Regions from separate parts of the Gossypium hirsutum genome. Here region 1 is linked to region 2. Evidence: chromatin contacts called from public Hi-C data. All regions are on one chromosome and are shown on one strand. The core of a region is the stretch at or near the end of the contact, and the rest is flanking DNA. Distances in the headings are between cores, read along the strand shown.

Region 1 (6,797 bases), core at 3,893-6,392, 300 kb before region 2:
AATTCCATTTCTTCAAATAAGCAAAGATTTCTAAAACCAAAGCAAATATAGAGAAAAAAAGAAAGAGTTTGATGAATGTATACAATCTTCTGCTTTTGGCTTCTTCAATCCCATCACATAATGCAATGCGTTTCTTGACTGATAAATACATGGTTTTCAAAGCCATTGGCAGCCATGACAGACAAGCAAAAACTCTGTTAGCTTTGAGGGAAAGGAACCATGTGAACTGTTTGGGACTCACTGCTTTTTGCTTCTCGAGTAGCAGAGTTGAATATCAGCCATTGATTTCCACTAAAGAGAACTTATTAGGCTTCTCAATGGTCACCACAACTTAACTTGGAGCCATTTTTAAAAATCACTAGATTCAAAACCCAGATAAAAAATTTAGCAAATGAATGAAAAACTCAAGGTTTTCAATTATGAGATTTGGGAACAAACATAAATGTGGAAATGAAGACAAACAAACAAAAAAAAAAAAGTCTAAGTTGGCGGCCCCATTCTCTATTACTTCATCAAATAAAATTTTAATTTTAATTTTAAATTTTAAAATATAATCACTTAAAAGAAATTCTGACACTGATAATATTATTCTTTATGGTTCCACCACTATTATTTATTTTTAAACCCCGAAATATTAAAAAATATTAATATTTCTTTGATATTTATACAGGCGATATCAAATAAATTAGCTCCACTCAAAAAATTAATTTTTTTAATTTAACAACCAATGATTGGTTGACATGACAAGTGAATGACGATAATCTTTTTAGCTCCACAAACTTTCACTATTTATTTTAGATCAATTACGTACATAATTATAAAATAAATATTTTTATAATTAATCAAAATTTTTAGGTTAATTTTATAATTTAAAAAAAAAACAAATTTTAGTACATCTTTTTTTTTTCTCAACAAAATTTCCCATTTTACTTTAGGAATTAGTTGCAGCAATTATAGCAACTTTAGTTTCCTTCGGTTGGAGTTTGTATAAAATTAGTTGAACGAGGTCCTCGTCTCCATATACCATTCCTTCATTGACAACTCTCAATTGCTTCCCCTGACCTTTCCATACAAAAGGAGTACGTTCCACATTTCAGAAAAACTGAAATAATTTTAGGCTCCATTTAATTGAAAATAATTTTTGAAAAATAATTTTTAAAAATAATTTTTATAAAATAATTTTTTTTAAAAAATATTATTTTTTAGTATTTGGATGAATTTATATAAAATATTTTCTATTGTTTAGTAAATTTCTTAAAATATTTCATAAAAGTTGTTTTCAATTAAACATACATTTGAGATTTTCTCAATTTTTCATTGTTTAATTAAATTTATTTTTATCTATAATTTTATACTTTACATTATATTATGTTAAATTCAAATTCATTACAATATCATTTTTTAATTACATGACTACCAAATAAATATTTTTTATTTAAAAATGCAACATCAACAAAATTGACAAAAAAATTTAACGATGTCAACAATTGAACTTGATTTTCAAATTTGAAAAGTAAAGAGACTAAATTCTTAAAAATAAAAATACGAAGACTAAATTGCAAATCTACAAAATGTACATAAACTTATAACATATTTTAACCTTTATACTACAAAACATTTCTTATTAATGTATTTATAATTATAATAAATATTTATTATTAAAATATTAATATTGAATATTTTCTATAATATGTAAATAATATTATTTAAAACTATTATTTTTAAAAAAAAATTTTAAAATAAAATTAAAATATTAAATAATTTATTAAAATAATAAATTATATTTATTATATTAATGAATTTATTATATGACTAAATATAAAAAATTAAATGTGTATGCTTAATAATATTGAAAAAATAATATTTTAATACTTTTAAATATTTTTAAAAATAAAAATAAAATTTATTATCAATATAAAAATATATAACTTGATTTAAATTAATTTTTGTATAAAAATAAAATTATATATAAAAGAGCTCCTTTTCAAGGAATGACTTACGCTTCTTAAAGGGACAAGTCATTTTACAAGAAAAATGACTTATTTTACATTGACACATTTTCCGTTGATCAAGTTGTTTTCTGTGAAACAAACACAGGAAAATGTAAAAAACATTTTCCGTAAAATCTTTTATATGTAAACAAATGAACCCTAAATCTAATTTGGTTAATTTAGTTATAGTTGAATCTAAAGCAAAACTTGCAAAAAAAGATAACAGCAGATATAACCTATTATTAATGTATATATTAGTGAAGAATGAAACAATGTGCCACTTTTTACTGTACTTGTATGACTGGATCAAACAATGTAAAACATTGATTAAAGATGACTATACGATTGAGAGTAATTAACATGCAGCAATATTGAGAAAGGCACCATATCATCATTGAAAACGTGGCCAAGTAAGTAGGTAAAATATTAACAACGATAGCATCCTATATAATATAATTTATCTTTGAAGCTACACAACTTATATTCATCCATAAGCTCATTTAGTCTATTCATTCTTGATCTATCAATACCTCTCTTGACAGATACCACCAAAATTTTAGGGAATTAAAACGACGTGAGGCACAATAGAGTCAGACCTTACCAAATTCAGGAGGCTGCTCTGTCATGCCAACGCCTTCATTCTGATGTTTCTGCCATCCACCGGTATCAGCTCTAGAGTGAGCCCAGTAATAGAAGACTGATCCCACCAATGACAACAAAGTTAGAGCAGCTCCAGCAGCAAATACGCCTTTCCTCAGTGTAGCACATGAAATGTTCTCTCCGCCAAAGATTCCTCTGTACTTGGTGTGGTATGCATTTTTTGCTGATCCCGCCAGTAAACATGCCTCAGCTCCCAAAAAGCTTAACCTAATTCATTGCTCATATTTTGTTAGAAAACAAACTCAAACATTCAAAATGGTTTTAGTGCACTAAAGATACTAAGATACTTGCCCATATTGTGAATGGGGTCAAATAATGGTATCTCCAAGTGATAAGATTTAGTTTTAAAGTCATCAGTTGGTTGATAAGATTATTGACAATAGAATGGGGGTGATAAGATTTTTCTCATTTTAACTCATACTAGGAGACAGCTTAAAACATTATTGATGCCTATTTGCAGTGTATAAATGGGCTTAAAGATTATGCTAGCAAGCAAAAATTTAGGAGGATTTAGATAAAGTGGTGCTAGGAATACCTAAGAAGAAAATATTTCAATTGGAGGTAATTCTCATGAACATGGAAGGCTTAGTTGTAATGGGGTTGACAGTGGTCATAAAGAATATGATTATGGGGATAGATACAAGGCAGGAAAGACCATCCTGGATTTAGTTGTATCTTTTGACTCAATTTTATGAAAAAATTATTAAAGGACTCTGGCTAAGACTGAAATAAACGCAAGCAAAAAAGACTACTTTATGACCACAAGGGTAGGGAGGTTTTGTTGCATAGCTAGCTAAATTGATTTCTAGGTTTAGATGCTCATTCCAAAGAGACATAAGAAAGTGAGACATGTCCTAGACAGTAGGATTAAATTACAGAGGCGAAAGGGGACACATAAACATCAAATTAGTTGTGAACGCAAACACTAAAGGCTCAAAGGTTAGGAGAGTGCAACTGGAATTTTTTATGATCACAATACAGCTGTGTTTGAAGTTGAAGTTCTATTTGACTACTATCAATGACCAATCTTGTTTTTCCATGGTATGAAATGTTAGGCTAACAAGAAGCAACATATACAAGAGACAAGTATAGCGAAGTTGCAAACGTTAAGATGGGATGTGTGGTAAGGCTAAGAAAGATGTGGTTAGAAACTAGATATTCACCTCCAAGTTGAGATGGCTCTTAAAGAAGATAAGGTGACAAAGATTAGCCACATAAGAAGCAGATCGATAGCTTAACATGTTAGAATAATGAAAACTTTGGTATTGCATTGGATAAAATATTGAAAACCACGACCAAAATAGACATGGATAAAATTAATAGAACTTGAAGAGAGGCCCGGCATAAATGTTTCTATGTCTTAGTTGCTGTAGCTTGTTACAGCTTGTTTGTTTGATTGGTTTAAGACGAAAATATACTTCTTACCAGTCTATTGGCTTTGAAAACTTTGTGAATGGTTAGCTTGTTAAAGATTGAAAATGCAAATCAAAAGCCCATTAAATAAAAATGTTCTCAATTAAATCAACGAATAGAAACATTATCAAATTTAATAAATACAACAGCATAATACTGTACTTTGCAAGTATCATAAAGCATTAGTAATTCAACAGCTAGGATCTTTGTACAACCTGTTAGCCTCTAAGTTAACTTTGTGGGCTCCATACACGTGAATAATTGATTATACCAGTGGGGAAATTGCAGCGCATCCAGACAAAACCAACCATTTCCATTTCAGAAAGCCTATAATCTAGATAATCAGTTTCTAGACTGGAAAATTTGTTCCTCTAAATTACTAACAAGAATACTAGATAGATCTTCCAAAATGAACTCAGGCAAAGCAAGTAAAAATATGTTATATCGAAGTGGTAGAAAAAGAACAAAAAAAAAAAGGTAATCAGATTTGACTTAGGTAAATTTACCAGGAGAAAACGAAGAAAAAGATGGCGCAAGTGGTGGATGAAGTGGCGGAGACAAGGCCTTTGCCAAAGCAGAGACATCTAGTAACGCCGTTCACAGCAACCTGGCTAAGAAGGAGCAGACCAAAAGCAGATAGTCCGTACACCGTCGACGCATCCGTACTGTAGAGGCAGTAGGTCCTCTCGTCGTACTGATCAGGCACCACCTTAGCCTTCATTTAAAAAAAACCACTAGTTAAGTTAAAACAACAGAAAATTACAGTTTCACATGTGAGAGTGAGAGAGAGAGTGAGAGTGAGAGTGAGAGTGAGAGCGAGAGCGAGAATGAGAGTGAGAGTGAGAGTGGGTACGAAGCTACGGCGTCGTTCAGCGCCGACGGCGAAGACGAAGGCGATGAGATGGAGAGCAAAGATGATGGCTAAAATAGGGACGGACATGGCCATTGTTACGAGTTTTTGGGTTGAGGTTAAGCCTTAAAGGGAGGGAAAATGGAAAGGAAAAGGAGGGCTAAATAGATGGGGGTTCTCTTCTTTGAGGTTTAAGAAGAAGACAAAAGAAAGGAAAGAGGTAAAATGTCTTTTTCTTTTTCCACGTTATAATTCAATTATTTTACTTTTTCAATTCAAACATTGTTAGTATTTTTCAAAATCTGTCAAAGTGCTTTGGTTAACACTTTACACCATATTTTCACAATTTTACTCCTTTTAAAGATATTTAATCTAAGTCTCATTGACTCTTAATGTTATTGCCATTTATATTATTGTCAGTATAGAAATATGTAAATTTAGTTACGTTAAAATGTATTATCCTCATATTTAAGGATTGAGGTAGGTTATTCGTGATTTTAGACATTATATAAAAAATAACAAATATGATAAAAATCTATAAACGTTAAAAATATATATATTATATGTAAGTATAACAAATAATATTGTTGCCAATGATTCCAACTTTGATGGTTTAAGATTTTTTTAAAATTTATTTTGGTTTAAGTTGAATATATTTTTATTTCGAGTTTGATGTGTTTTATATTGAATTGATTCTAATTTTAATTGATTTAATATGTATTATTTATGATTTGTTTTTGTAAACTCTTTTGAAAGAAATAAGTAGTATAAATTATTATTGTAGTGACAAGTGAGTCAAGTTATTTAAATATTTTACATTAATTGTAAATGTGAATATTGAAAAATGAGTTTAGGAAGAGTTTGAATCCAATAATAATACTTAATCTTGGATGAATGATTTCGCTTCAAGTTTAAATTCATCTTTGAACCATCTGGACAAGATTTACAAATTTTGAATAATGTCTTAAAAGCTATATAATTTTCATTTGGAGTAAACTTGACATGAAACCTCATATTTTAAAAGATCGAGTTAAGAGATGGTTTAAAATATGTTTTGTGATGTATAATTTAATCTCGTACTTAAAAGCATCACTTCTTTTTATAAACAATTTAAATTATATTTAGAAACATTATTTTTCAAATAAATAGTTTGAGCTCATGTTTAGAAGTAACAGAATTTAAGCTCGTGATTGGAATCGAATCATAATCATTTTAATGTATTGAAAACAAACGATTGCCCCCAATCTCTTGATAATCCGTCATTTTTACTTGTGCTTGGAACTAGTATAATACCTTGCTTGTGATATCTTGAAATTCAAGTTTTTTGTTCCATATCAGGGTTGTATGTTCGTGTCTATGATCAATTTAAATGCATTCAAAGTATAAGGTCCTTACATGCCTCTCCAATTCAGTTGACATGACTAGTTTCCGCACAGGTAAATAAAATAAAAAATACTAGATGATTACCCTTGTTATATTCCTTTGAAAAGGAAATGGTGTGGGGGCATTACCTGCTGCTTTGCTTTTTGGATGCTTGCGGAATACATTATTTGATTAAAAAACAAATTTTCCATTTTGGGAGATTAGTCGATAGTTTGATGGTCCATTCAGCAACAGCATATAGAGCCGAGCAGGAGATGATGGGATCCTTTCCCTTTGTCCTCAACCGCAATTGATGAAAGACGGCGACGTTGTTGGATTTTCGATTTTCCCAGTTGCTCACTGCATCTCTGGATTTACGGATAATTTTATGGGAGCTGCCTATGTTGGGGTGCATTATTTTTCCAATAATTCCAAACGCATTTAAGTGCAAATTTATAAAAAATAATACCACCTTTTTGACTTATAACGCCGCTCGCCAAAAGAGATATTTAAGTTTAAAG
Region 2 (6,988 bases), core at 3,691-6,190:
GTCGTGCTCCTAACTTACAAAGTATGGTCTCTCCCTAGAATCGAAATAATCAAATATCATATTTAAAACTCAAGACACATAGAACTTAGGTAATAATCAAATGACGAGTATTCTTATTTTCGAGGATTCAAGATATCATGCCTTAACTTACAAGACATGATCCTTTTTCTCAATTGACTCGAAATAAGAAGGCTATTTCCATAAAATTTAATTTAGTTGGCGATATTTTTAATAAAATCATGCAAGAAGGGGATCGTACTTTAATTTTTTTTTAAATTCTCAATTCTCGACTCTAAGACATCAAGTAATCAACTAGGTACCAATTTTGGGTGTTATGAGAGTGCTAATCCTTCCTCATGCGCAAACGACTCCCAAACCCATTTTCTAGATTTATAGACCAAAAATAATCGTTTTAGTAAATCTAACATTTTATTAAAATGATAAAGTTATGAGGTGATCCGATCACACCTAATAAAAAGGATTGGCGGCGACTCCATTATCATTTTCAAAATAAAAAGTTGATTTCAAAAAAAAGGTTTTGACAATACCAAGGTAGTGGAAGTAAGCAATTGGGGGCTACATCGCTATAAATTGATTGTTCAAGCTTTTCTCTCTTCTTTTTTAATTTTTAGAAAAGTTTGTAGAAGTTCTAAAATCCCAATTCACCCCTATTGGTATTTTCAGGCATAATAGTAGTGTTACCAGTTGTTGCAACTAAGGCTTCAACTTGCATAGTTATGTTCTTCTCACATTGGGATATGTTCCTCTTGGATTCACTAAGGTTCATTCAAATTTTTGTAATGACTTTATAATTTGATCAATGCACATACTATCTGATCAAAGCACATACTATCTATATCTCTAGCGTCTTCAATTGCAATCACTTTGATGAAAAATCTCCCACGTAGAGATTTAAGGACATTTTTTCACCAACTTTAAGTTTGAGTATTCATTACCCAGTGCAAAGGCCTAATTTGATAGATTACATAACTTCCCATTAAACTCACCAAGAATTTGACTTTCTTGTATTTTGAGTGTCTCAAATTTTGTGGTTAGCATTTGCAATTTCTATTGCTTAATGGTGTTGGTTTTTTCATGGGTTGTTTCAAGAATATCCCAAGCTTCTTTAGGTAATATACACTTGGAGATCCTCTTGAATTCTTCATCATCAACTGTACAAAAAATGGCATTCAAGGCCTTGGAATTTGTATTGGCTTGCTTCTCTTCCTTAGTAGTATAAATGAGTTTATATTTAGGAGTTTTAACTTTAAAAACGTTAGTTGTAGCAAGTTCTCATCTAATGATAACTGCACATCAAAAGTTTTCATCTATAGACTTTATAAAAGCTTTTATCATTGCCTTCCGGTATGCGTAGTTGGATCCATTCAACATAGGGGTGTAAAACTGAAGAGCCTTCCATTGTCAACAAAAAGCAACACTAGTATCGCCACTTACTACGTCAAGTGTCAAGCTCTAATGCCAATTTGAAGAAAACAATTTTTTTTTTGTGAGTTGATATGTTAGCATATATACAAGCAATTATAATTGATGCAACTGACAAGTAAAGAACAACAATGCCAAAAGTTTGTTTATCTAGTTTGGTTTCCACATACATCTATGGGGCCTTGCTTAGAGAATTAATCCATTAGCTTCAAACATGTACAATTGATGATTTAAGTCTTACCACTCACCATGTAGCAACCTAACACTCATACATAGATCTGGATCACTCTCAACTAAGTTTTCTCCTTGAAAACTCAGTTCTAACCAAATGACTCACTTGTATTTTACTTACAAAACTATACTCACAATATGGTTCCTAAAAGAATAATATAAAGTGTTAACTCTCTTGTACATATAAACTAAACAAGCCTACAATTTATATATGAGATTTAGCTTGCTAAGGTACATATCAATTACAGTTAAGGTTTAGATAAGTGTTGAGGTTTTCAACATATTCTTCAATTAACTCGATCCGATCTCCATAAAACAAGGAACTTGATTTGTATGATATGATTGAATCTAATCCTTTGTGGTTTGTTTCTCCCAAAATTCAAGCTTCAAAGATGGCCCAAGAATACTTCCACTAGATTACAAGATCAAGGTCCAAACAAATTTGGTTCAAAAGATTGTCAACTCCAAATATAATAAGTTATGGTTTTATCCTAGCTACAACTTAAGTTGCAATGCTTTTATTGTTGGAACCATAATTGCTCCATCACAACCAAAGCCTCATTTAATTTCTATATCAATTTTCAACAAATATATTTGTTACATAATTTTTTTTTCACTCACATTGTAAATGTGCCATAATCTAATATTACATAAGTAAGGTAAAAAAGGGTGACACATATCGTTAAAGGGTGTTTGAACTAAGGAATATTTGAATATCCCTAGTAAAACTTATTTAGATTATTTAACATATTTAGATATATTACATTATCTTGTTCAGTTCATTTTGTTGGAATGTAAAGTTTTGCTATTTGATTGACGAAATGGAATATTACCTAGAAATACATTTTACTAAATTGTTGTTAATTATAATAAACATAAAAAAGATATTAAATTATGTTGAGTTTAAAAATAATTAAAAAAATATAAAAAATATTAAATTTTCTCAACTAATAAATAGTTAAATGATGTAAAATTACTTATATTAACATTAATTAAAATTTAAAAATTAATGTAATTGGCGGTATAATAAACAAATTTTAAGTTTTTTAATTGATAATAATAGACAAAACTCACTTATAATAAATAAATTGTTATAGAAAAAACATTACCAGAAAAAAAATTAAAAAATGAGAGAGTTTGAATCATTAATATTTATTATTTTTCATACGAGTTTTAGTGAAATTGACTCAAGTTCATTAAGGAGGAGGAGAAAAATGTCATAGATATCACGGTAGTCAAAGCAAGATTAGGTAAGTAGCATGCAATATTGGAAATTATCCTTGTATCATTGAAATTTGGCACGGTTGACAAGGCCAGATTTAGGGGGGCAGGAGCCTCCGCCCTCCAATTTGTTAATTTTTTTATTTATTTTAATCATATAATTAATGTTTAAAAATATGATAAATATGTGTTTGCCCCTCCCCTAAGTTTTCTTTTAATTTGATCTTTTTATAAAATTTATAATTTTTTAATGATAAATTTAGTAATATTTTTCGTTTAATTTGATAAACTAATATAATGTATATCTAAATATTAATTTGATAAAATAAATAATGCTAAATAATTATAATATTTAATACAAATTTAACATTTAACTTATTCTATATTTTTTTCTAAATGTTAATTTTGATGATCAAAATTATTTCAAATTTAAAAAATTACATTATTTAAAGTAGGTCTGGCTCGTATAATATTAATTTTAATGATCAAAATCATCTCAAATTTAAAATATATATTATTTAAATAGATCCGACTCCTACTTTCAACATATCTACTCTATATAAATATCTCGACCCCTCTTATCAGATTTTTAATTACCAACTCAAGGTAATCTATGAATCAAACTTAACTATCGTTTACCTAAACTATGGCAAAAAATAAAATATAAAAAATGGCAGATGTGAATTTTTCTAGATTCAGTGTAAAATTAAAACTTTCCATTACTAATTTTAAAAATAACCCTTAAATTAAAAATATCCATTTACGATAACAAAAATAACATAAAATTATTTATTTTATTCTCCAACTATATAAAAATATGAAGAGAAATAAAGTTTTTAAATAAGATTTATAATTTTACATATTCTAATATATTACTACTATACATTATAAATAAAATTACAAATAAATTTTATTTTTAAATAAGATTTGGTATGAAATAAATATGTAAAATATATAATTTAGAAAATTGGTTATAGATTCTAAAAAGTATAATAAAAATTATTGATTAAAAAATAAAAAAGAAACACATATATATCCAGTTTATTAATATGGCACTAGAGTCATCTTGATATTATGCAGATGCTCCAATGGATTAGTATTATAATTTACATTGACCTCAATTTTTCGAGTTTTAATATCATTATTATAAAGGATTAAGATTCATACACGTGTTTGATCGCTTAATTGAACTGTTTAACATTATTTATTCCATTTGAAAAAGGCATTAATCGTAGATGTTTTTTTTTTCATCCATAAAAAGTTAAATATACGTTTATATATTAATTATTAATATGTAACTGTAACCTATCAAATAAAGTGGTATGAATTTGCAAAAGTATATAAACAAAGGGTTTAAAAATATAAAATATAAATAAAAAGGGATTATAATAGAAAACTAAATTTTAGTAAGAAAACATATAGAAAATTAAACACATATGTTGAAATTTAAAATTTGAATAATAAAAACAGATTTTGATAATAATAAAAAAAAGTAACCAAACAATTTTACCTTTTAATACGGCTTGATTGCTAGTATGCCAGAGAAAAAAAAATACAAGTGTATTTTAATTTAACCATTTGATTAAGATGGGCAAATTGATAAGCCTACATAAAAATTAAAAAATGAAGATGGCCTGATTTGTGTCATTTTAAAATTGAAAGGGACCTAAGAGATATTTAACCCCAAAAAGAATAGAGGAAAGGTTCAATTTGTCTAATTTTGATATTGTCAGGGACCTAAGAGAGGTTTAAACCAAAAAAGTTGGGAGCGAGGGATCAATTTGGTGCAATTTTAGAATTGGCAGGAGCTAAAAGGATTTTAACCCAAAACACTTGGAGGCTAGAATCCATTTTCGCTCCTTAAGGGGTGAATTTTGGGACGGTTAGTTTTTTTTTTTTTTTTTACACCGTGAGTATGAAGCTATTATAGTAATTGCATGTCTGCATTATCCTCCTCTTTATGTTGAAATATTTTTTAAAAAATTACATTTAATTATTTATTTGATTTTAAAAATATTAAAATTATTAAAAATAAATAATAAAAATTAAATTGAAGCGAAATTGAAGATGCATTCAACATTCACTGTAGAGCGAGTAGTGAAGCAAAGCCTGCTAATTATGGTGGTGTAGCATCCACCCGGCGCCGCTTCAGTGGCATCCCTACCTCGTCTCTCCACGTAGTTCCGTCCCTGGTCATCAACCGCCAACTAAGCTATGAACTCCCGGTCTCAGTACCAGTATCAGCACTTTTATTTTATTTAATTCTTAACCAATAATTTACCTACCCGCCGCAGCCTACCTTCCGTCGACAACCATTTAAGCTGTAGGTTTTAATCACCTTCCTCACTATGGATTCAACCTTCTTCTCATTTCTCTAACAACCAAAAAAGTAGGAAAAAAATGGCTACTCATAATCTTGCTGTTATCCTCAAAAACCCGTCAAACGACGCTGAATTCCTCCTCCTTAAGCAAACTCCACCGCCTAAATTCAGCGAAGACCAGTACGATTCTTATGTGGATTCTGATCTCTGGGACCTTCCTTCCACGCTTCTCAACCTTCAACACGATCACTCCCACCCTGGGATCGTTATCCAGGGCGCCCAGTCCTCTCACAACATTGATTTGACTAAATTTGATGTCCAACTTGCTCTTACTGGGGTCAATTTTATTTCCTTTTTAAATGAATAATTTCATTTTCGAGTTTCTGTTATCTGATGGTGGTTAATTCGTTATTCTTTCTAGGTGCTGGAAAAATTGGGTTTAAAGGTGAATGATGTAGGGGAGTGGAGTTTGTTCAAGTATGTGGAGGAAGCTGAGTTCGGACCTGGGTTTCCAGTTAATACTGTGTTTATTATGGGCAAATTGTTGGACGGAAATCAAAATTGTCAAGGTATGTTTATTGTACTCGTTCATCAAGCTAAATATAGTTGGTTTAACTTTGTATTGGCTAAGTCTTCTAGAATCTCGATGCTTATTTCTAAAAATGCATAAGAGAAGTTATTGGGTGAAAAAATAAAATGGAGATTTTTAATTCATAGATTAACTTGATCTACAAAGGGCTTCAGCTGAGAGTTTGTTAAGTTGTAAAATTGATCAAATTGGGGCTCGCCAAAAAGAGGGCAGATTTTATCTTTAATTGTTACCAAAAGCTTATTAGCTATGAAGCACGGACACGCCGGAAAGTCCCTCGTACCTATCTCAACAGGTTACCCGACATGGACATGCCGGAATACCTACTAGACACATCAAAATACGGAAAAAATAAAAAAAAATCAGATACGGCGAGACACACAAGGACACGGGATTTTGGTGGTTGAAAATAGTTGAAAACATCATAATAGTGATAGAAAATCTCTGTTTGAAACCTAGATCTAGACTTTATCGTTAAGATTTTCTAAACTCTAATCTGGTGCATGTGAGAAGTTGAGAGAGATATACTGAGGGTATTTTACAATATTTCGACACCATTGACAGCAGCTGGAGTGGCAGTGGTGACCCTGTTCTGTATTGTGTCGTACCCGTATTGTGTGTCTGTGTCTGTGCTTCATAGCTTATTAGAATGTTATTGTTCAAACCCTATGGGTTATGATTTTGTTGACTCTGTCACCAGAATATGCTGTAGCACAAGCAACTTATTGTTAGAAATGCTCCATTACTTGTTCAGGGCTGTGGAAGTGGATGTCTACTGAAAGCTGTCTTACTTGGCTTCTGGAGGTGAAACCTTGTAGTGATCGTGTAGGGCCTTTGGTAGTTCTTGCTCTTATAAACGACTCATTGCAGTCTGCTGCATGGACATTACCACCCACGTTGCGTTATCAGGTTTGCTGTCTTTCGAGTGACTGACTGATAATGATCTATCACAGCATGCTGCATTAGCCATAAGGAAGAATGTGGTCTAGACATTAACAATTTTAGGGGTGTTTATGACCAAATTTTATGAAAGTATAACTTCCAAGGGCAGTAGATTGATTCTTAATTCCCTATTATTAGAAATCCATCTCTTTGTTTTCATGCTTCGATGAAGTTTGCTCCAGAAAGGCAAGTTATTGGAGAGATGATTAGGCTGTGCTTTTTAATTTTTCAAAGTGAAAAT

Evidence for each region. Hi-C and Micro-C count contacts between places; a contact is called where the count stands out from the background.
Region 1: a contact with region 2 is called in a Hi-C map of leaf, with 2.1 times the contacts expected there. The contact joins the promoter of LOC107948236 here to the promoter of LOC107886651 in region 2. A contact is called at or near these places in 2 of 34 Hi-C or Micro-C datasets (both in leaf).

Annotation. Positions count from the first base shown.
Region 1 is chrA03:103,485,478-103,492,274 of Gossypium_hirsutum_v2.1, reverse strand. LOC107948236 reads right to left here and starts at 5,142. Exons shown (of 3, transcript XM_016882713.2): 1 at 4,918-5,142; 2 at 4,571-4,779; 3 at 2,363-2,858. The coding sequence starts at 5,010. The coding sequence ends at 2,582.
Region 2 is chrA03:103,187,424-103,194,411 of Gossypium_hirsutum_v2.1, reverse strand. LOC107886651 reads left to right here and starts at 4,940. Exons shown (of 13, transcript XR_005917933.1): 1 at 4,940-5,553; 2 at 5,638-5,785; 3 at 6,560-6,714.